2 separate regions of the Urocitellus parryii genome follow, and region 2 is linked to region 1. A link is a contact called in public Hi-C data. All regions are on one chromosome and are shown on one strand. The core of a region is the stretch at or near the end of the contact, and the rest is flanking DNA. Distances in the headings are between cores, read along the strand shown.

Region 1 (6,464 bases), core at 1,645-4,144:
TACACACTAGCTTGTGGTTTACAGATTTGCTGGGGAGAAAGTTGTATTGGGTAGAGGCAGGAAATTCGCCCCAAATTCTACAGTCATTACAGAATTACAGAAAACCTTAACCTAGAGATGTTCTGAAACTTAAATTAGCACCATAAAAGTGTATCTATTAAACATTTTATTTATTTTATTTTATTTATTTTCAAATAAGCATGCAAGTAGCAAGCAGTTAATGCACAAACCTGGTTCTCAAAGATAAACTTATCAATAGAAAAGTAATGTTTTTGTTTTCCAATAAGGGGACTTTAATATAATATTCAAAGATAATTCTGAAAAAAACAAAAATTTGCTCTATTAAGCAGTCTATATAAACATGACCTTCAAAGTGTGAGGCATTAACCAAATTTTTATCAAGTGTAAAAAAGTCAATCTCCTTTTAGAATCATGATTATAATCCTTTTATTGATCCATGGCATCTCTCCATTCATCAGTGATTACATTCCAGTCTATTATCTTCTTGGAAATTTCATGAACATTCAAGTTCTGTACCCCAGGCCAAAATTCATTGAGTTACCACAATAATCTGAATCTTCACAACAATAAATTCTCATCAAAAAAAAAACAAGAGAGAGCATACAATCTGCGCATTTAATGGTGTCCAAGGCATCTACTAAGGAAAATACCACCGAGATTTAACAACTATAGCCATGGAAATTAAAATTTAATAAGAAACTCATGAAGCATATTTACAAGAAACAAACATGTGGAGTTATCCATTCAAACCTTTCCTGAGCAGCTGCCACATTCTCAGCTTGCTGAGAATGGGCAGGCAAATCAAACCCAATGTGATGCCTGCTGTCAAGGAGAAGTCCTTACAGATCCATACAATACTGATGGATACTATTGGAGAAGTGAATTGATTTCCTGGGTAGAGAAGGTAGATGGGAGTAAAGTAGAAAGCCTTCAAAAAGTATAGGTTTAAATATCTTTAAGAGGAAAAACTTCAGGACAAGAGCCCTTTTAACAGCTCTCTAGGAAATAAGTATTTGTACTTAAGAACTAAATTCAAATTAGAAACAGCAGTGATAAGAAAAGAGCAAACACCGTGGACAGACAGGAATGAGTTATATATCCTATCACTATAAGAGAATGAAAAGACATTAGTTAAATACCAGCTAAGTTTCTAGATTTGAGAAATTTGTTAAGTTTACTCAATAAATATGTACAATGGCATTAACTTGACAATGAAGCAAAAGAAGATTTTTAAGAACTAAGGAAACTGGGAGTAAAATCAAAGCAGAAAGTACACTTTTACCTATTAAGGAGTAAAAAGAGAAATTCTCCAAGACATGGTTCAGGGTTTATCAATTCATTTAACAGAATTTTAAAGCTGTCTTTATATTTTAAAAAATTTTTATGTTCATTTGCTGGAATAATTCATGCTGAATCTTTACTTTTGATGCCTTAATCAGTACACCAGTTTTGGTTTTTGTCTTTTTTTTTTTTTGAGGCGATTACATGTGCCTTCCAAAAAAGTAACCTAATACCATTCACCTCTCAATGCTGTCATGACCTGAAGAGATTAAAAATAGAAGCCTCTGTTAATACTGAATTAACCTGAGGACCCCATGAGCTACCAGAGTTGAGAAAAAGGTAAATGCTCAAAATAGGAAGGAATGCACCCTCAAAGAACCAATGGGAGTGGAACACTTCAAAATGTCAAGATTATTTATTCTTAAGAGAACAACACATGCCTTTACTGTGTCAAAATCTTTCTTTAATGAGTTTCCTCAGCAAAGCAATAAAACTATAAAGAGGGCATTTATCGATCTAAGATACTTTTTGTGTGCACGAATTACGAAGGACTTAAGTATCTGTAACCTTCACAGTCCTCATTTCCATTGCGCACCCACACAGGTTATTGCTATAATGTTCTAGGAGCACAGAAAGCTGGTCAAGCAACATCAGCAGCGAGCTCTCGGTCTTTAATAACATTTTTTAAAGAAAAATAAATTCGGCCTAAGACCATAAAGCTTTAAAAGACTCCAAATAAAGAGCGTAGTAGCCATCGCTTCTATCCGAACAAATTCTGTGGTGCCATTTTTCACCCAAAACTCCCTACAAAATACGCTGTTCAAGTTACAACGTGCACCGTGATGCCCAGACCCTGAAAACTTTGGGGGGCAGGAAAATGCTGGAGCCCTGAGACTCCACTGGCCACGTCTAGGACCCTAGTCCTGGCGTCCCACAACTTCTCGCCGGACCTCGGGGCCCCTTCCCGCGTCCGCCCGCCGGACCCTCCCGGCGGCCCCCCACGGCGGCGGCGTCCTGCGGGCGGGCGCGGCTCGCCAAGGCGCTGGCGGGTACCGCGGGACGGCGGCGGCGTCCAGCCCGAGGGCCGGCCTCAGCGCGAGGGGAGCGGCCCGGGAGCGCCCCATTTCTTAGACCCCAACATGGCGTCGGCCGCCGTCGCCGCCCGCGACGACACCTCCCGGCGCCACGGACGGCCCTGGGACCGCGGAGGAAGCGCCCGGAAAGTTTCGCTTCTCCACTCCCAGTCCGCCAGAAGCCCGCGGACCACCAACCCCAGCTTCACCTACCCGGCCGAGCACGGGCAACAGCAGTAGCGCGAAGGTCCGACTCCTCGTCTCAGACGCCGGGCGCGGACTCTGCCAGTTCCCAAGCCCGACCTCTCTGGGTGTGTGCGGCCTGCGGACCCGCGCAGCCAGCGCGTTCCGGACGCGGCGGGTAGCCGGCCGGCGCGGCGGCTCGCAGGTGACTCCCCCGCCCCTCCAGTCGAACCCGACTACCGCCGCCTGGGCCGGCCTCTCCCATGCGCGGGCACGGCGCGCCCCCGCCCACACGCCAAGGGCGAACGCGCGGGCACGAGCACACCCAACCCGCTCGCTCCCCGCCCTTTCTTCCCGGTTCCCTTGCCCCGCCTCTCCCGGCTGCGCAACGCGCTCGAGGGGCGGGGCTATTGGCGGAGGCCACGCCCGCCCAGTGAGCCCGGGGCTGCAACCGGAGGGTAGGTGGGTTCCTTGGCGTTATCGCGGTGAGGCGTGAGGAGGAGAGGTTTGGGGCTGTGAGGCGCCTTACCTGACTTTCCTGGCCTGACTATTCAACTGTCTACGAAATTCTCACGGAGATTAGAAGAATGGAAGGAAACCCCGGCTCCGCTACCACCCCTTTACACGCTTCCCCAGGGAATTGAAGAATGAGAAAGAGAGGCTTTGGATTTAGACGCCAAAGCCTTCACTAACAGTTGTTTGCCGGTCTCAGTTAGCTCGAGGAAGCTTCCCGTCAAACGGTCCATTTGCTTGCTCTAAAGCCCCTACTTCCTGAAACGAGGGAAAGCTACCACACATACCCCACATGCTTCGCATAGCCCATTCTTTTTAGTGCATGCATTAGGACTCCCGGTCTTTCCAAAACTTCTCTGACGCCGCGAAAATTCAGCTACCTGCTTCACATACCTAGAAACTGCAATGATAAGACAGTATATAGGGTTAAACGTGCCCCGATTCATTTACTCCACAGCACCTGTTTGCTAAGCGTCTGATGGGTTTCTAGAGAGGCATCAAAGATAGCTAGGATGGACAAGGAATGGGGACAGGGTGGGGGAGATAGGCATATTCTTTAAACAAAAAGTGTGAGTGTGTTGATGAAGTTTGGGTCTGGAACATTTTATATTTCCTATTGATTTATTATGAAAGGATTTTTTTTTTTTTTTTTACTTTTGATTGCTCTGATTTACGCCACCACCAACCAAGCTGCACATAGAAGAGCACTGAGGAGAAAATGAACAGGCTTGGATTCTGCCGTTTTGCCACCCGTTCTTCAGTCTGGAATTCTCCAGGCTTTCTAGTTCCCATCCTTCCCTATTTTAATGTCTGAAATAGTTTTTTTTTTTTTTTTAAATAATAGCTAGGACGAAAAGAGCAAAGATGAAGCTTGCAATAGGGAAAGTTATAGGGTCACGAGCACGCAATCTTTTCATGTGTTGGCTCTAGTTGTCCCTACAGACAGGATCACAAGTGGCCAGGACTTCTGGCTTACCCATTACCCTATCCCATCTTCACTTGGCCTCATCCTCCTCTAAGTGCACAGCAATATCTATCAGTGGAGGTAGGGCTGGACTAAATAATCTCTAAAATCCCTTTTAATTTTGAAATTAAGAATTGCTGTATCTGAATGGTTGTCCAAGATCTAGTCATTAATCACCATTTTTGGTCACTCACCTCTATTAGTAAAAATGTTGCCCCCCCCCAATATACTTATTTAGCTTACAGCAAAATACATAAATACAAAGCAGAATGATTACTCAAAATCTTGCTCTGCCACCAACTACCTATATCCTTGGGCATATCCAACTATTTCCTTAGATTCTTTATTTGCAAAATGAAACTACCTCACAAAGTTATTATGAAGATTAAATGAATTAATATTTGTAAAGCATATTCCTGGAACATGGTAATTGCTAAATGAGTGTGAAATAAAAGAAGTTCTTAAACATACATATAGTGTATATGTACCTACACACCTATTACAATTTACCTAATTGTTGGGTATCTCATTTTTTAAAAATCAGAAATAATGATTTAAACATAGAGAGATTTTTTTCTTTCTGCATTCTTCATATTCTATCTTCTCCCTGAAATGTGTGCTATTTAGAGTTGTGTTGACAAATGTGATAATCACTAATAATGTGTCTTAATAAAATTTAGTTAAATTAAAAATTCAGTCCCTCAGTCACACTGACCAAGTGACAGAGAGTTATAAAATATTCACATCATGGAAAGTTTATTTGTTGGCACAGACCAAGCTGAACAAAGCACTTAAAGGACTGAAAGGCAGTTGGATCAACTCCTGGCCCAGACCTGTAATTGTTGTACCCTGTTCAAATCAAGTGATAAGATCTCTATGTGATCCTCACAGCATATCCATAATATGGATATAAAAATAGGAACTACAGAGCTGGAGATGGAGCCCAGTGACAGAGCACTTGATTAGCATGCAGAAAGTCCTAGGTTTAATCCCCAATGCCACAAAAATATAGGATCTACTGCTGGGAGAGGCATTATTGCACACCTGTAATCTCAGTGGCTGGGGAGACTGAGGCAGGAGGATCATGAGTTCAAAGCCAGCCTCAGCAAAAGCAATGCTCTAAGCAACTCAGTGAGACCCTGTCTCTAAATAAAATATAAAATAGGGCTGGGGATGTGACTCAGTGGTTGAGTGCCCCTGAGTTCAATCTCTAGTACCCAGCCCCCAAATAGGAACTACTTCATAGACTGCTGAATGAAAGAAATGAGATGAGGTGAGTAAAGTCTCTGGCAGAGTACCTACCACCCAGAGGAACTTGAAAATATTAGTACAATTTGAGTTTAAATCAACTCAATTCTATAGGCCTGAAAGTCAAAGGAGACCTTGTTATGTCCTTGAATCAAATGAATAAGTTTTTCAAGAGAAGTTTGGTTAACTGTTAGTTGAAAACAGAGCTCTTCAAAAGGAAATGGAAAATATCTGGATTTTAATTAGTCCTTAATTTCTTCATTCCTTTAACCATCATAGTAAAATGGCACTGCCATCCACAAACCTAATGAGTCATAATCCTTTCATCCCCTTTCCCATTTCCTTCATCAGTCTCTTTGCTTCCAAATATCTTTGCTTCATCTGATCTCTCCTCTGGTCTCCTCTTCACAGGGACTACATGAAACTGGGTCTCTCCACTGTAGAAACCCTTCAGTGGCTCATCTCTGAAGCTGCCATAGCACAACCCTATGGAGAGTACATTTCACATTGGAGGCACTGTTAACTTTATATTTATTATAAATATTTTCTGACAGATTTCAGTAAAATGTCTCGTTCTAACAAAGTGTATTACAACAATTTTCCAGCTGCCCCAGATTTTTCTGATTCTCCCAAATGTGCCATATGGGGTAAGAACATTTCTCTTTCACTTAGAACAAAATGCCAACTTTTCCCAGGTCTTGTAAGGCCTAGCACAATCAGTTCCTGATGTCCTTGCCTTCTTAAAATGACACTCAGCTCCACCAAATTCCAGTCACGTTGACCTTCTTTCATTTCCCAAAATATATCAAGCTCTTTTTTGCTGTGGGACTCACTGCCATGGCCACCTCTCTACCTAAGCAGTCAGAGAGAACTCTGCCCTTCTCTGCCCTTCACATAGGTGCAGCTCTTTGTTATCTTGCAGGCCTCAGAGAGGCCTTCCCTACCACTGTTTCTGAGAGGATGCCCCTGTTATCCTCAGCGACAGGACTCTATTTTCCTCACAGTACTTTCAGGACTCCCTGGAGACTAGAAGCTCTATGAGGGCCTCACTACAAGCTTGTCAGCAGCCTATGTGGCATTACTGCCACCCATTTCTACATTCTCCTCTGCACCACAGGGAGAAGGCCTAGCACTCTAATTTTTCAGAGTGCTTTTACTGAATGATTCCATGTTCAATTCTG
Region 2 (6,464 bases), core at 2,695-5,194, 160 kb after region 1:
AGGGTGAACACAGCGCTCTTCCTGGAGCACACCAAGGACCCTCCTGCCTCAGGCACATGGTGGCACATGCCTGTAATCCCAGCAGCTCAGTAGGCTGAGGCAGGAGGATAGCAAGTTCAAAGCCAGGCTCAGCAACTTAGTTGCTTAGGGCAACTCAGCGACACTCTTAGTTGCTTAGGGCAACTCAGCGACACCCCGTTTCCTAATAAAATACAAAAAAAGGCTGGGAATGTGGGCTGGGCTTGTGGCTCAGTAGTAGAGCATTTGCCTAGTGTGTGAGAGACCCTGGGTTTGATTCTCAGCACTGCATATAAATAAATAAAATAAAGGTCCATTGACAACTAAAAAAAAATTTAAATTAAAAAAAAAAGTCTGGGAATGTGATTTAGTGGGTAAGTGCCCCTGGGTTCATATCCTGGTATTAAAAGAGATAAATAAAAATGTTTTTACAATCTTTCCAGACACTTGGCAACATGCTGAGTACATAGTCGAAGCCCAATAGTCCTGATTTATTGATGGATAGATTGAAAATGACCTAAGTGTACTTCACTTTGGGATTTTCCACAGCACAGAATGAATAACTTGCTGCTTTGTGCCACAAGGTCTTGTATGGGGTTCTCCTGTGATGTGGTGGGAAACAACAGTCTTTAGCAGACTGGGTGCAACTGGCAGGATGATGGTCACAGTCTGTGTTCGTGGGCAGGAGGCAGGAGCATTAGTTGCATTGTATCTGGATGTTGGCATAAATGTGGTCCTTCCCTGTGATCCTTCCAACAAAACTTGAGGTTGAATCCCTTTTGTTTGGGTAGATAAGAGAGTGTATTGAACTCAAGGGTACTCTGACAGATGGGGAAAGGGGCACACCACAGCAGGGGGTCAGCCTGGAACTGGGTACTATAGCAACACTCTAAATATTATCCTATGAATTAAAGGATGGTTAGAGTGACTGGATCTGCCCAGGCAAAGAACTGGCTGGGTCTTTGTCAGCTAACTGATGAGAGGCTGGTTTGCAGTCCTCTGATCTGACAGTTTGGTTGTGTTCACTGAGCTCTCTGCTGAGGAGATGACATTACTCCTGAATCTCACTGCATGTATGTATGTAAACAAGTGGCCTACCATGGAGGGAGACAAGAGAGAGGGAATCACCCTAGGTGCAGGCAACTGACAGTGAAATGTTTTATTTTATTTTTTGTCTGTAGAGAATTTTAAAACAATAATAAAACTGACTAAAAGTCAATCTGCTTTGTAATATCATCATGCCCCAATAGTTCCAAACAATGTCAGTGATAAAGTACTCCTCCCTCACAGGGCAGACTTCTCCTAAGCTTCCTCCCTCCACCCATCCCTTGGTACATCACTGGGATAAACAAGTACCAGGTGGCAAGATTATAAATCAGCAAGAGAATAAACAGAAAGCAAATGACTCCTGAGATAAGACTTTTGCAGTGCTGGGGATCACTGGGGATCGAACCCAGGGCCTCTCATGCATACTAATCAGGCACTTCACTTCTGAGCTACATCCCCAACACAATACATTGTTTTTTAAATCACAAAAGCTATCCTGTGTGGAGTTTAGAAATGAAAGACCAGTGATGGGCCTGCCTAATATTTTAGCTTTGTATTCTGGTTATCTATTGCTTTAAAAAATACTCTAAGGGCTGGAGATGTAGCTCACTAGTACAGTTCTTGCCTAGCATGCAGGAAGCCCTGAGTTCAATCCCTAGCACTACAAACAACAAATAAAACAAAATTTAAAAACCTTCCAACATTTAGGGCCTTAACACAATGTTTACTCAATATCTACATTTTGGCAGGGCTCAGTGGGGATGCCTTACCTCACTTGTTACATGTGGTATCTGTTAACTCTGAACTCCCTAGAGGGCTTCTTCACTCCTGACTGGCACCTCAGCTGAGATGGGTGGACAGCTATGGGCTGGTTAAACATCTTTCTCTTACCATGTGGCCTCTCCACATGGTTAGCTTGGGCTTCTTCACGGCCTGATGTTGTCTCCTTCCATAGTGGCTGGCTTTTGCTAGAATACAAAGCAGAAGCTGTCAGTTTTTCTTAATGTCCAGGCATGAAAGTACCAGAACATTATTTCTACCACATTCTGTTAGTCAAAGCAGATGCTAGGACAGCCCAGCTTCAAAGGGAGGAAAACTATTCTACTTTGTGACAAAGGAGAGATTGTGGTGGCCATCTTTGGGAACATCGCCTACTTCACATTGTTTTCTCTACCATAACAAGGTATTAGTAAGTTTTCACATGTTGCCTTTAAATGTAATAAAACTTATCAACATGGAAAAAGATAGGACTTTTTGAGTTTTAAAAAAAATTACACCCCTGCTGGGTACATGCCTATAAGCACAGCAACTTAGGAGACTGAGGCAGGAAGATTACAAGTTCAAGATCAGCTTTAGCAACTTAGCAAGACCCTGTATCAAAATAAAAAATAAATTGGACAAGGGATGTAGCTCAGTGGTAAAGTGCTCCCTGGGTTCAATCCCTAGCACTGAAAAATAATTAGATTCTTGTAATTGTTATCAAACTTTTGCTTTGGATGGAAAGATGGTTTCCTCATGGACTCCTAAGGAGACACCTAACATAGCAATGAATTTGAGAAAAAATATTAAGGTGAACCTGATTTGCCAAAATCGAAAACCCAGTCCACATTCAATTCTGTGAGACTATCCAGTCCACAAACTACAGTCTTGTAACTTGTAAGGTCAGATGACTATCATATTTTAATCATTACTCCTGTCAGACAATTCCCTGAACTTTAACTTATACTCTTTTAAAACCAATATTATTGGAAATGGACTGACCACAGGATCCTTGTGAGGGCTGGAGCTTGAAAATCTTTCAGATACTGTAATATATGGTAGGTAGACCTCTGAAGGGTTGCTATACATTTCACTTGAGTCAGAGGTCTACATCTCTGTTTAAGCAGGATCCAGAGAACTGATAGGCTTCAACATGATTTCTTTGCCAACAATTAATCTACCTATATGTGTACAGAGCTTTGGTTTGTATTTTTATGTCACTGTCTTACTCTTTTCTCACTATAAATAGTCCAGTGAGTAGGTAGGCTGTGAATATCCACAGTTTGCAGGTATGTGAGCAGAAGAGAGGCCATCACCTCCTTGGATCACAGGAGAGCTTCGCTGCACAGCCTGGGGGAAGAAGTTCTTCTAACTCTTCTTCATGCAGGGTTCTTCTTTTCTACTGGAACAGAGGGCCCTTGTGGCTCTGACTTCAGGCTTGGGCTCACAGTATGTTTGCCTGGCTTCTGCCCTGTCCATAGGCAGGATTCTAGGGGCAAGTTCAGTCACCTCCCAGTGTGTTAACACAGCAGGTGAGGCCCGGCTCCCTGTCTTAAAAAGGTTTTGAGGGCTGGCACCCTCTCTATCCGGCCCAGATCTTCCTTACCAGGAAGGCCCAGAAGCGGGCTTGCCTTGGGCACGGTATCTACAGGTTTACCCTACACCGGACGGGAGGGGGTCTTGGAGTCTAAATTTAGTCTTCGTCACCCTCGGCCACCTTAATTTTCCTCTTACAAGATAAAAGTGTTTCATGTTCCCAGTGCCCCCAAGAACTCGTGAGCCCCGGCTCTTCCCGTGTTCCCTCGCCCTCCTTCCTGCTCTCCTTCCCAGCAGCTCCAGTGTGGGGGGGCCCCAGCCCTGCGCCCCTCTTCGCCCTCCCACTCGCCCAGGTCTGCACGCTAGACTCCGGGCTTTGTTGCCCGGGCTTGTTTCTGAGTCGAGAGCGTTGCCGGCTCGGCGCCAGGTCACGTGCGTTGGTGACAACCTCTCGCAGGGCGGCCCCGGGGCTCCCGCGCCGCCGATTGGTGGGGCCGAGCCTGGTGCGGCCCCGGGGCGGGGCGGCCGGGCCCGACGGCGGGCGGAGCGGCCGATCAGCTGTTCCGAGGGCTGCACAACAACAAAAGGACGTGGACGGGCCGGCGGCGGCCAGAGCAGCAACGGGAGGGCTGGAGCCGGCCCCGCGCCCGCGGTCCCGGACCCGAAAGAGGCGCAGCCCGGCTCCGCCGCAGCTACCTCAGCAGCCTCCGCCGCGCGCCCGCCCCGAGCTCGCGGTGCTTCGGTGCCGCGTCCCCGCTGCAGCTCCGGCCCACGTAAGTGCGGGCGGGGCCGGAGTCCCGGGCCGCGGCGGGGTCCGGAGTCCGGAGCCCCGCGGGTCTGGCCGCGCGCCCTGCACTCGGGGGACGCCGGCTCTCGCTCCCCCGCTCGCCGCCGCCGCCCAGCCCTGGCTGCCGCTCAGCCGGCCCCCGCGGCCCGGCGTGCGGACACGGGCCGGACCGAGCCCCGGCGCTGGGCGGCGGTTGGGTGTTCGGTTTCTGCCTCCTCCCCCGAGTGTGGCCTGTTTTTCTGGCCGCGGCAGGACCTCCCCCTCTTTCTCCTCCTCCTCACCCTCTTCCAGTGCTTTTCCTCCATCCCACTTTGTCCTCCGGCGCTCGGCGCTCGGCCCTTGGATGGAGTTGCCCGCTCGGGACTCGGGACGCGGCGTCGGGGCTCCAGAGGAGCGGCCGCTGCCCGGGACGCGTCGCTCCGACACAGCGGCCCAGCGCTTCGCCGCCTCCCCTCCCTAGGCTCCCGGTCCCCTCTGCTTGCCCTCCAGCCAAGGGTCGCCACCGTAGCTCAGCACCGGGAAACTTGCTCCGTTACCCGGGACCCGCCCCCGCCCGAGTGTCCGACTGTCGGTGGCTTCTTCCAGGACCCCACCTGATCTTACACTTCACGGTTTGAGGTTGCACCCGTGGAAGGAGGACTTTTCTTACCCGTCATTTAAATCCTAATCATTTTGATCACTGGTGCTTAGAATGTGCCATATACTAAGCCGAGGGCTTAAATACATAATCCCAGATGGTCTTCACAATGAGCCTATGTAGCGGGCCTGCTTATTTATAGAAAGGAGACCCAAGGCACAAAGAAATTAAGTAATTTAAGGGCCAGGCAGCCCATTAAAAGACAATGATATTTACTCTTTCAAAGTTGCAGACGAATTTGACGTGGGCATTCTAGGTTTTGATTTGTATTTTCTGAGCACATCTGCTCAGTATGTTAATTCCAGTTTTGAGTAGATTAAGGAGGAGCCCCTTTCCATCTGTAGCTCCTGAGGACTTGGGCATCCCTAGCTAAAAGAGTCTTTTCTAAATGCAAAGTAGTTTTGAGAAAAAAAGAGGGAGGGTGTGACCCTCGGGTCATTAAACAGAGGTCATAAAGACCGCCCCCAAGATCCTGAAATCACTTGCTTCGTAATTGAATTATGTTTTTCATTTGTAGGTGGAAAAAGTACTGGGAAGCTTTTGATTTTAGGTTGCAACCATTGTAATTCCGAACCGGCAGCATAATTTTCAAAAGGCCCTTGCCTGAAATCAGGACATAATTTCTGTGACCAAGGTCTCTCTTGTTTTCTCAGGCTACCTTTTGTTCTTTTCTGTCCCCTTGTGTATTTCTTTTAGGCATGGCTCTGCTTTCAAAATTCAAGGTTAGCAGGCTATGAATTACATCCCACTGATGCCTTTGCCCACTGCTCAGCTTTTTTTTTTTTTGAGGAAAGACAGCAGGATCCGTAGGGAAATAGCCTCCAATGTAAACTGGGTGAACAGACTGAGTAGACTTGGAACAAGCAAAGGCCACTTTCTTGTTTTTTTGCTTTTTTTTTTTTTTTGGCAGTTCAAGACTTTTTTAATCAGCATCTTTATTTTTCGAAACTAGTGGTAGAATACTTTTGAGGCTGCTTTTCAATGAAGGTGTGTTTAGCCACCTGATATTTTGAAACTGTAAAGGAGCCACAGCTGCACTCATCAAAGTTATGGTTGTTTTTTGTTTTGTTTTTTAAGTTTTAAAATGTTGCTTTTTTGGTGCCGCCTACTGGCAGCTAAAATCAACTGAAAAGTGCTCTTCTGTGAAATTCATAGAACAGAGTTGTGGTTAGGAGGAGACTGAGAGATCATTTGCAGAGAAAAAGAAAGGGGTTGAAATCAAAGGGATTTCTGCTGTAACGCTGGCTCCACCTGTGACTGGCTCTGTCGCTTCAGAGCAATTAATTTCTGAGCCTCAATTGCCTCATCAGTAAAATGGAACAAGTATCTCAAGTTCCTGTCACATATGATTAGTATTCTACAGATCGTAGCTCTAATTATTAGATAGATACTTTACAGGTAAAGCAGACCCAGAGATGCTCACATGCTCACAAGTGGCTTGGAATGAACTTGTAGTTAATAGTTACAAATGCCTGTTATGTGCCAGGCATTATTCTAAGTGTTACACACCTAATCCTCACATTGGCACTAAGAAGTAGGTAATATAACTATCATCCTTATGTTAAGGATGAGAAAACTGGAGCACCAAGAGGTTACTAAATATCCCGAATTCACATGGGTTGCAGCACAGAGCCAAGATTTCAAAGGGAGCAGGCCAACCTTAGGTACCACATGTTACCT

Evidence for each region. A called contact is a pair of places that touch in the nucleus more often than the background predicts.
Region 2: a contact with region 1 is called in a Hi-C map of muscle, with 2.4 times the contacts expected there. The contact joins the promoter of Tp53inp1 here to the promoter of Plekhf2 in region 1. A contact is called at or near these places in 2 of 2 Hi-C or Micro-C datasets (liver and muscle).

Annotation. Positions count from the first base shown.
Region 1 is chr7:40,293,496-40,299,959 of mUroPar1.hap1, forward strand. It overlaps Plekhf2 (pleckstrin homology and FYVE domain containing 2), which reads right to left and starts at 2,895. Exons shown (of 3, transcript XM_077800549.1): 1 at 2,589-2,895.
Region 2 is chr7:40,453,662-40,460,125 of mUroPar1.hap1, forward strand. It overlaps Tp53inp1 (tumor protein p53 inducible nuclear protein 1), which reads left to right and starts at 3,945. Exons shown (of 4, transcript XM_026383932.2): 1 at 3,945-4,133.